2 separate regions of the Macaca mulatta genome follow, and region 2 is linked to region 1. Evidence: chromatin contacts called from public Hi-C data. All regions are on one chromosome and are shown on one strand. Each heading gives the region's core, a stretch centred on a gene start, on an enhancer-like site or on the middle of the called end of the contact. The rest is flanking DNA. Distances are from core to core; before and after follow the strand shown. Region 1 holds the start of MGMT (O-6-methylguanine-DNA methyltransferase). Region 2 holds the start of EBF3 (EBF transcription factor 3).

Evidence for each region. A called contact is a pair of places that touch in the nucleus more often than the background predicts.
Region 2: a Hi-C map of liver shows a contact between it and region 1, with 2.7 times the contacts expected there. The contact joins the promoter of EBF3 here to the promoter of MGMT in region 1. A contact is called at or near these places in 2 of 14 Hi-C or Micro-C datasets (fetal cortex germinal zone and liver).

Annotation. Positions count from the first base shown.
Region 1 is chr9:141,517,639-141,522,147 of T2T-MMU8v2.0, reverse strand. It overlaps MGMT (O-6-methylguanine-DNA methyltransferase), which reads right to left and starts at 2,406. Exons shown (of 5, transcript NM_001257605.2): 1 at 2,319-2,406. The coding sequence starts at 2,399. LOC114670071 (a long non-coding RNA gene) reads left to right here and starts at 1,969. Exons shown (of 7, transcript XR_013397867.1): 1 at 1,969-2,055.
Region 2 is chr9:142,005,941-142,010,234 of T2T-MMU8v2.0, reverse strand. It overlaps EBF3 (EBF transcription factor 3), which reads left to right and starts at 2,699. Exons shown (of 15, transcript XM_077945625.1): 1 at 2,699-3,426; 2 at 3,538-3,694; 3 at 4,062-4,125. The coding sequence starts at 3,293.

The DNA of each region.
Region 1 (4,509 bases), core at 1,157-3,656:
AATGTGTCCCCTGGAGGAACTAGAGTCCCAAAGGGAAGTCAAAAACCTCACGGCAAGTGGATCTGAACAAGGAACTTTATATTGGGGAAGGGGGTCAGAATGAAGCGCAAAAACAATCAAAGAATAATGCTAAAGGAAAAGATAATGCAGAAAATTCAGTTTTGCCTTCATTTTCTTTCTATCAAAAAGAATATACTATAAATTGAAAAGGGTATTAACACCAAAAAAAAAAAAAAAACCAACCGGAAGGTTTGAGTCACTGGCTCCTAAACGTATGTCCTCTGCAAAACAGGACAATTTAGTAAGTTTATTTTATTATAAAATACCAGAAGAGTCAGGGCTTTGGTGTCCTAAGAAAGGGTAGGAAGAAGACTGGAGAGGAACAAACTCTAAGGGGGCAATGGGGAAGGCAAGTTCTTTTTCAGGCCTTCCTGCCCCCTTCTTCCTGCAAAAGAAGAGAGGAGGCCCTGATTGAGACACCTGGGAAGGAAACCCAAACAATGAAAGGTAAGCCCCAGGTGATATCAACGTAAGACCTCAACAAGTTTCAAGAATCTGAGCAGCTGAACAAAGTGCTACCCAATGTTACCTAGGGCTCTATTTCTTTCAACCTTACTAACAGCAAAGCCTTTTTAAAGTAGTGCCTAATACTATTAGTTAAATCGTTATTGTGATACAGATTTTTTTTTCCTTTGGGACAGAGTTTCACTCTCGTTGCCCAGGCTGGAGTGCAATGGCGCAATCTCAGCTCACTGCAACCTCCACCTCCCAGGTTCAAGAAATTCTCCTGCCTCAGCCTCCCAAGTAGCTGGGATTACAGGCACGCACCACCACACCTGGATAATTTTTGGATTTTTAGTAGAAACGGGGTTTCACCATGTTGGTCAGGCTGGTCTCCAACTTCCGACCTCGGGTGATCCACCCACCACAGGCTCCCAAAGTGCTGGGATTACAGGCGTGAGCCACCGTGCCTGGCCCAGATATTTTTTATTATTATTAAAATATATACATTGAAAAGTACCTGAGTATAGCTCTGTACTGGAGGCCTACTTCATCCAGGCCCCTGACTGTGGCAGATACCACCCCACTATTCAAATTCTAACAGGAGAGGGAGGGCCCAGGAAGACAGATACGACAGGCGGCAGAGTAAGGCCAGCTCTCCTCTGCTACTTGCAGGCACGCTCTGGGTCCCAGCAAGTATCCTGGCCCTCTGAGTTAATGTGTTGTTAACAATCAGCCAGGCTCTTGACGCGGTTTCCTTCAAAGTTTTCACAGCCCCACCCACCAAGTGTGCTAAGCTTTCGTTTTTTTTAAATCTGTTCATCTCTCAGAGTGTTTTAGCCACTGAGTGGGCCCTGAAAATAACAAAACCATCTCCTAGTCACCTGCCCAGGGATGGGGCAGATGACGGGAGAGTCTGCCTTCACAGATACTCTATAGGTTTATATTTGGATGTCTATGTAAATAACCAGTCTAATTCTCAGCTCTCTGTGCTTAACTCTCTCTGCTTAATATTCTACTGAGAACAGCTGTGGTGACCCCTCTCCGGACCAAGCCGCTTCCCTCAGTCTGATGATGGTCCCAGCAGGCAAAGGTTGCACACACATGTACAAAGTCTGCTTTCCAGGATAGAAAGCCAGCTACCCAGCTGAGGCAACTGAGAGCAAACACCACCCTGAGATTTCAGGAGATGATGAACCCAGGAGTGCGAAATACATAGTTCAGAACTCCTCTGCGGTGTTGTCACCAATGTGGGAATTACGGCGCCCAGTGTGTGTGGCTCTCCAGCGAGCCTTGCTTACTCCCAGGTATTGATGAATACAATTAGGGTGTGAGGTACACAAACACCAGCCATGGTTAGGAGGAGGCCCCTAGAACTTGGCCTCCAGCAGGAAGGAAATATGGGACTCTGCCCAAGTATGCTAAAGGCTTGCTGCAAGCCAAGGCCCGCGCAGGGGCTTCTGGAAGCTTCCCGGAGCAGCTGGCGGAGGGAAAGCTGGCAGCATGGAGGGGCAGGAAGAACCCGGGGCCCGGGCCTGGAGCCGGCACCCGGAGGTAAGGCAGGGGCTGCCACGAACCCCGCCACACGCCAGGCCACAGTCACTGCAGCGCAGCTTGGTCCAGGAACCCTAGGCCCGGGGGAAGGCTGGGCAACACTTTGGAGGCACTTGGGGCGCACCTGGAGTTCGCCCGGGGTAGGTGGCTGTCAGGGCGGCCCCAGACCCGAGTGAGGGCGCCTGCAGGACCACTCGAGACTGCCGCCGTCCCGAGGCAGAGCCCCGCAACTCTGCCGGGAGCGAGGCGACCCAGACACTCACCAAGTCGCAAACGGTGCGGACCGCGAGGACCTGCGGGCGCCGGCACGCAAAGCGTTCTAGTGGCGCGGGCCGTCCCAGCATATCCGGGGCGCGGGGGCGGGGCCGAGGGGGCGCGGGGCTGGCGGCATGGGGCGGGATCTAGAGCGGGGCGGAGCCGAGGACCTGAGAAAAGCAAGAGAGCGCGCGGGGGCGGGGCCGGGGCGCGCGGGGGCGGGGCCGGGGCGGGGCGGGGTGTTCCCGCCCGACCGGGTCGGCGCATGTCCAGTGCGGCGGCGCCGGACCTGAGCCACTCTGCGCAGCCTCGCTGGTGCCGACCCGCGGGCCCGGGTCCTGCAGCAGAGCTAGCTACTCTGTGCGCCTGACACCCCGGCCCTTTGGCCGGTACAAACCAGGCAGCGTCTTCCCAGCTTCCGCCTCAGGTTCTGTGCCTTAGTTTGCCAAATAGCCCATACCTTTTCCTGTCACAGGGATAGTCCGCGGGCGTGCAAGCGACCTGCCACGTGCCCGAGTGGTCCTGAAGGCGCGCGGGGGTCGTAGGACGGCGCCCGCTTAGTGAGAATCCCAGTCCTGCTCGGGGCGGCTACACTGAGCCCGGAGCGCGAGTCTTTCCCCTCCTGAGGCCGCTTCCCGGGTCAGGGACCCTCAGACCAGCAGAGACCCTGTCAGGGGGCCGTGGGGCAGCCTCCAGGGCCTGTGGTGGGCGGTCCCGTCCAGGCGCTGTAGTCACCGATGGCCTAGACACGGCCAGGGCCTGACTCAGTCGCTCTGCAGAAAGCGCACAGGGTGCCAGGCCCTGCTTGGGGTTGTGTGGACATTATTAGGAGCTGAATTGTGTCCACCAGAAAAGCTATGTTGGAGTCCTAACTCCCAGTACCTCACAGTGTGACCATACTTGGATATGGGGACTTTACAGAGGTAACAAGTTAAAATGAAGCCATCAATTAGTGGGCCCCTCATCCAGTAGGACTCGTGTCCTTATAGGCAGAAGGCCGCGTGGGGAGGAGGAGTGGAGGGCTGCACCTGCAAGCCGCCAGAAGCCAAAGAGGACAGACTCTTCCCTGGAGCCTTCGGAGGGAGCAGGGTCCTAACACACCTTGGATTCAAACTTCCGGAAGTGTGAGACAATAGGTTTCTGTTGTTTAAAGCCACTCAGTGTGTGGCACTTTATTATGGCAGCCCCAGGCAATGGGTACGGAAACCATTGTCTCTAACATGGTTGGCATAACCACCCCAGGGAGTAGTATCATCCCTGGAGGCTTCGGAGAGGTCACACACCCCTTGGCAGTTTCAAGGATCCCATCCGATGCCCACATGCTCTAAGGCACCATGCTATGGGCCTTCTAGGTTCTGTTATCTTGATGGAAAGGGGTCTTCGCCTTCCCAGTGTAGCTTCCCAGCTGGGATTTGGCCAATGCTCATACCTTCGTATTTGTGACTTGCAGGATCCAACATGTTAGCATGAGTGATAAGGGTTGTTCAGAGGAGAACTTCAGCAGGATTTGCTTTGGGATGAGCCCCGGTGACAATACAGGCTGCATCATTGATCCTCTGAGGTTCCTCACCCTGGACCGTGCCTTGGATGAGACATGTTTTAAATGGCTGCTTGTGGAAAATAAACTAGGCCCTGAGTACACAGTATAATGGTCAAATCAGGGCACTTTTTCCCCACTGAGCCTGGACACAGCCTCGGAATCCTTCTTAATACTGTGTTCCAAGCAGCTATTCACATTTCAACTAATGTGGAAGGAGAGATGAAACATGTTTGGCCTTGGCTCTGGTTTTTTCTATCAGCCTTCTGTAAGACTTTGGGAAACTCATCTGACTTCTCTAATCCTCAGTTTCATACTCTGTAAAGGAGTCTTATGATCATGTACCGTGCATGTATACAAACTATCCTTCCATATTAGGCCATGTGTGCATAGGGAAAATAAACCACCAGCACCACACCATACTACTGAGAAATGATGCTATACACCGGGCCGCTTACAGCCTGTTACTACCAGGACCCAGTTAGAACCAGGATCCCAATAGAACCGAAGGAAAAACAATGCCGAAATGGAATCAGAGTGCCGACCAGTATTCTAACAAGTGTGCTGTTAAGTAGTTTTGCAGTTAACACAGGACTCATACGTTTATCTGAATAATATTTTCAGACGAATACCTAAACTCTTAAGAAAAAGAGACTGGCCCG
Region 2 (4,294 bases), core at 1,450-3,949, 490 kb before region 1:
TTCTCCTCCTCTCCCTTCTCCTGGGTACCCAGCGCCCCGCGTTCCCCAGAAAGGGCGAGGGGTGGGGGCAAGGCTCCCTCCGGAAGCGGCCGGGCGCCGGAACGCGCTCCCAGCGTTACTCAGGACACTCGGGGTTTGACCTGCAGCCCTCTTCCCCGTCCCTGGCCTGGCTGCAGTGTCCCTTGCTCTCCTCTGCTGCTGCTCCTGCCCCATCAAGTCGAAAATCTGAGGGTGGGATGGGGTGGGGGCCCAGGGGGTACCCTCCCGGGCCGCTCCGCAGCAGGCCGGGGTGGAGACCCTGCCCGGTCGGCGAGTCCCTGTACCCACAGCTCGGAGCCAGCAGCGGAGTGACAAAAAAGATAAAGTTGGTGAATGATAAAGACCGTATTTTCCACGCTTTGGGTGCGGGACCAGATGATCTAGAAAATGAGCTGAAATGGATTCAGCCTCCGAGCCTGTTGTGAGAGCAGCTGATTCCCCCATTTCGGGCCAGATGGCTGCTGAACACAGATTTGCATTCATTTTCGCTTAATATCGTCCAAAATAGTGGGGCAGCTGCATTTGTTGTCAAAAAGGTTTAAAACCCCTTTTCTTTCTGGGGCAGGATCGTTACCTTATGTGATGGGCTTATAGAACTTTTTTTTCCTCTTTAGTCAACAGTATCAGATTTAGAAGGATTTGTTTTTAAACCTTCTAATTTGGTAATCAGATTTAAATCGCCTTGGCGCGTGTAATCTGAATTAAAGATACTGTAAATGATTTTAAGCATGATACTTTCGTTAGCGCAAGGAAGGGGCACAGGCTGGACATTTTAGGAAGTGTGCTATAAAGGAAGCATTGTTTCCTATTTCCAACTTCATCTTTCCCGAAAAGGCACTTTGCATATTCTGACAATAACGCTTGCCTGGCCGCTGGCCCTGCGTGAGCCCCCAAGCAGCTAAACACGCAGAGACAAAGCGTTTCTCAAACCCACCCTCCCCCGATGGCCAACTTTATTTTGCGTTGTTTCTCCACGAAGAAAGTGTTCCCTACTACACAAGGGTCTGCCGAGAGTGGAAAGCGCTGGGCTTATTAGGAATACAGAAATTTTCTTTTAATTTATCATGAATAGTTTCCATACACTTTGATTTAAGGTTATTAACATTCTATAGACAGTGGCATCTTTAATATGTGGCGATCGCTTCTAAAGACTAATCTCATTACCCTCAAATAGTCATAAAATATGATTTTATTATACTTACGTATTTAATTAGACGGCCGGCACCGTAATGGATTTTGAGATGGGACTGGCGCAACAGCTTTGATAATTCACTTATCTTTGGCAATAGTCATTAACCCCCAACACCAGCAAAATAGATCTCTTTCCAACACATCTTTTTTCTCACTCCTTCCAAGAGGCGTGGGGGTCCCCAGATAACGTGAATCGGACTTCGATTTTCCCGATTAATTAAAATATTAACGTACACACGCTGCCAATTCACGGGAAAAGGGAGTGCTGCCCCAGACCCGGCGGGAGGAGGCTGCCCTGCGACACACTTGCGCCCTGCAATCTTTTTTTTTTTTTAATCAAAAGGGCCTGATTTCTCTTGGCAGGGAAGTGCCTGGGACAGTTCCTGGTCGTCCCCTGGGTCTCTGCTCTGTGTCGCGCAGACGTCCTTTGGGCGGGCCGCGCGCCTGGGCGCGGAGTCCCGGCTGCAGGAGCTGGGCCACGGGGCCCACAGGCTGCCCGCGCCCGGCTGCCCTCCTGATTCCTAGAAACCAGGTCGGGAAGCCGCGCGCCGCGCGCTCACCCGGGTCCGGCGGCTCTGAGGGCCCGGCCACAGAGCCCGCGGCGCCCGCTCGGTTTTTGGAGCAGTTGGCTCCAGGGCGGTCTGGCCACCGCGCAGGTCGCGCAGCCAGACACCCGGCTCCGGGTCGCCGGAGAGGCCGGGCGCGCTTCCCGTCGGCCCGGAGAGACCAGAGCCTTCTTTGTCACTCGCTGTGCGTTAAGAACAGGCCAGGGACCGGGGTCTGCCGCGGCCACCGGGGGAGAGGGAGCTTTTAGCAGAACCTGCCTCCGACGTGGATTCCCTGCCCGGCACTCGGAGGCCTCCGCCGGGGTAGGAAGCTTGGGGTGTCCGGCGGGGCTCAGAAGGGGACTGGCCGGCCCTGCAGCAGCCTTAGGTCTGCTTAGAAATCAGGCTGAGCTGCGCGCCCAGCCTTGGCCGGGGAGCCCTGGGCACCCCTCCTCCCAGTCCGTTGCCCGCTCCTCCCTCCGGCGCCCTCCCTGCGGTTGATCTGCCTCTTCCCACTTCTCCTTCGGGCGGCCCCAGGCAGAGCTGCAGCCCCTTGCATTTATTGCATGCATCTGGGCAACTTGGGGCGCTTCGGCATTTTACAGCCCCCCGCCCCGCCCATCGTGTTTGACTGTGTGGCAGGTTTTGCAGGCAGGTATTAAGGGGCCAAGCTGCAGTTGTGCAGCGGCTGCGTTTGTTTCTTTTCAAGATTTATTTGGGTGAGTAGTAACTTCCTTGGCCGCGGCTGGGCGCGAGGAGCCGCGGTGCGTGGCGGGGGGCGGCGGCGGCGCTCGGTGGCGCTCGGCGGCGGCGAGGCTCGCGGGGCTCGCGGGGCTCGGGCCGGCTCGCGGCGCCGTCAGGCAGTCAGTCGGCGAGCGCGGCGGCGGCGGCGGCGAGGGGCGCGGCGAGGGGCGGCCGCTCCCATATATGGCGCAGGCACCGCCCCCCGACGTCACCCTCTGACAGCGCCGCTCCCGGGGGCTTCGAGTTTTGGCTCCCGGGAAAGGGTCCATTCCTCGGGGAGAGAGGGCTGAGTTTTGTGCGCCTCCGTCCGCTGCGCGCGCCGCTCCAGGCCCCGCCGCGCCCCGCCTGCGCCCGGGACTGCGCCGCAGCACTCACTGCCCCGTTTATTTGTCTTTGGAGCAGGCGGGCCGCGCCAGAAGCGGGCGATCCCGCAGTGTCCTGCAGCCGCGGACGCCGCCTGGCTAGGATGACACCACGTTGAGCGCGCCTGCAAACAACAACAACAACAAGCGCCGCCGCGGCCACCGCGTCCTGCTTCTTCGAAGCGCCGCCGCCGCCGGTGGAGCCGCCTCCGTGCCCCTGGCTGTCCGGAGAGCCCGGCCGCTGGTGTATGTCGCGCCTGCCCGGGACGGGCTGAAGCCGGCGGCGGGGCCGGACCGCAGGCGCCGAGCAGGGCGAGGGCGGCCAGGGCAGCCGCCTGCCGCCGAGCCCCGAGCGCCGCTGCTCGAGGAAACGCTTTCGGCCGGGAGCTGCGGCCGCCGCCAACAGTTTTCATGTTTGGGATTCAGGAGAATATTCCGCGCGGGGGGACGACCATGAAGGAGGAGCCGCTGGGCAGCGGCATGAACCCGGTGCGCTCGTGGATGCACACGGCGGGCGTGGTGGACGCCAACACGGCCGCCCAGAGGTACGTACCGGCCGCCCCCGCGCGCCCCGGTCCCGGCCCCGGCCCGGCCCGGCCCCCTCCGCCGGCCGGCGCCGCGCTCCTCACCGGGCCGCTGTCTCTTTCCTCCCGCAGCGGCGTGGGGCTGGCGCGGGCGCACTTCGAGAAGCAGCCGCCTTCCAACCTCCGGAAATCCAATTTCTTCCACTTCGTGCTGGCGCTCTACGACAGGCAGGGGCAGCCGGTGGAGATTGAAAGGACCGCTTTTGTGGACTTTGTGGAGAAAGAGAAAGTAAGTGCAAACATACGATCACACCCTCTCTCTTTCTAGAAGTGGGAGTCAGGCGGTGCCGGCGCGCGGGGGTTCAAGTGCCCCCCTCGGCGGCGGGCACGGCTCCGCCAGGCCACCCCGCCGCCGCCGCCGCCACGTGCGGTCGCCCGGGACCGCTGAGGGCTGGGCAACTTCTCTGCGCCCTCGGACTTACTCGGGGCGAGGAGAACGCTGGGCTTCCAGCAGGAAAGTGACATCACCGCGCTGCTCCGAGCTAGGAATCCTGCCATGTGTGAGGCCGAGAGCCTCGGTCGCGGAGGGGGACCGAGCGCGGTGGCCGCGCCTGACACCGATCGCACTAAATGCAATTATTTATCGTTACTTTCAGGAGCCAAACAACGAGAAAACCAACAACGGCATCCACTATAAACTCCAGTTATTGTACAGCAACGGTAAGTGCCTGCTGCCTGCTCGCCGCCCCTGCAACGGCTGGCTCTCCTTTTCCGCGCTGGTGAAAGGACATAAAGATTTTGAGATTAAAATGACATGGATGTAAACACGAAATCTTCTCATGGCATAGAAGGAAAACAAAACATAAACGATCAATAAGTCGATGGCACT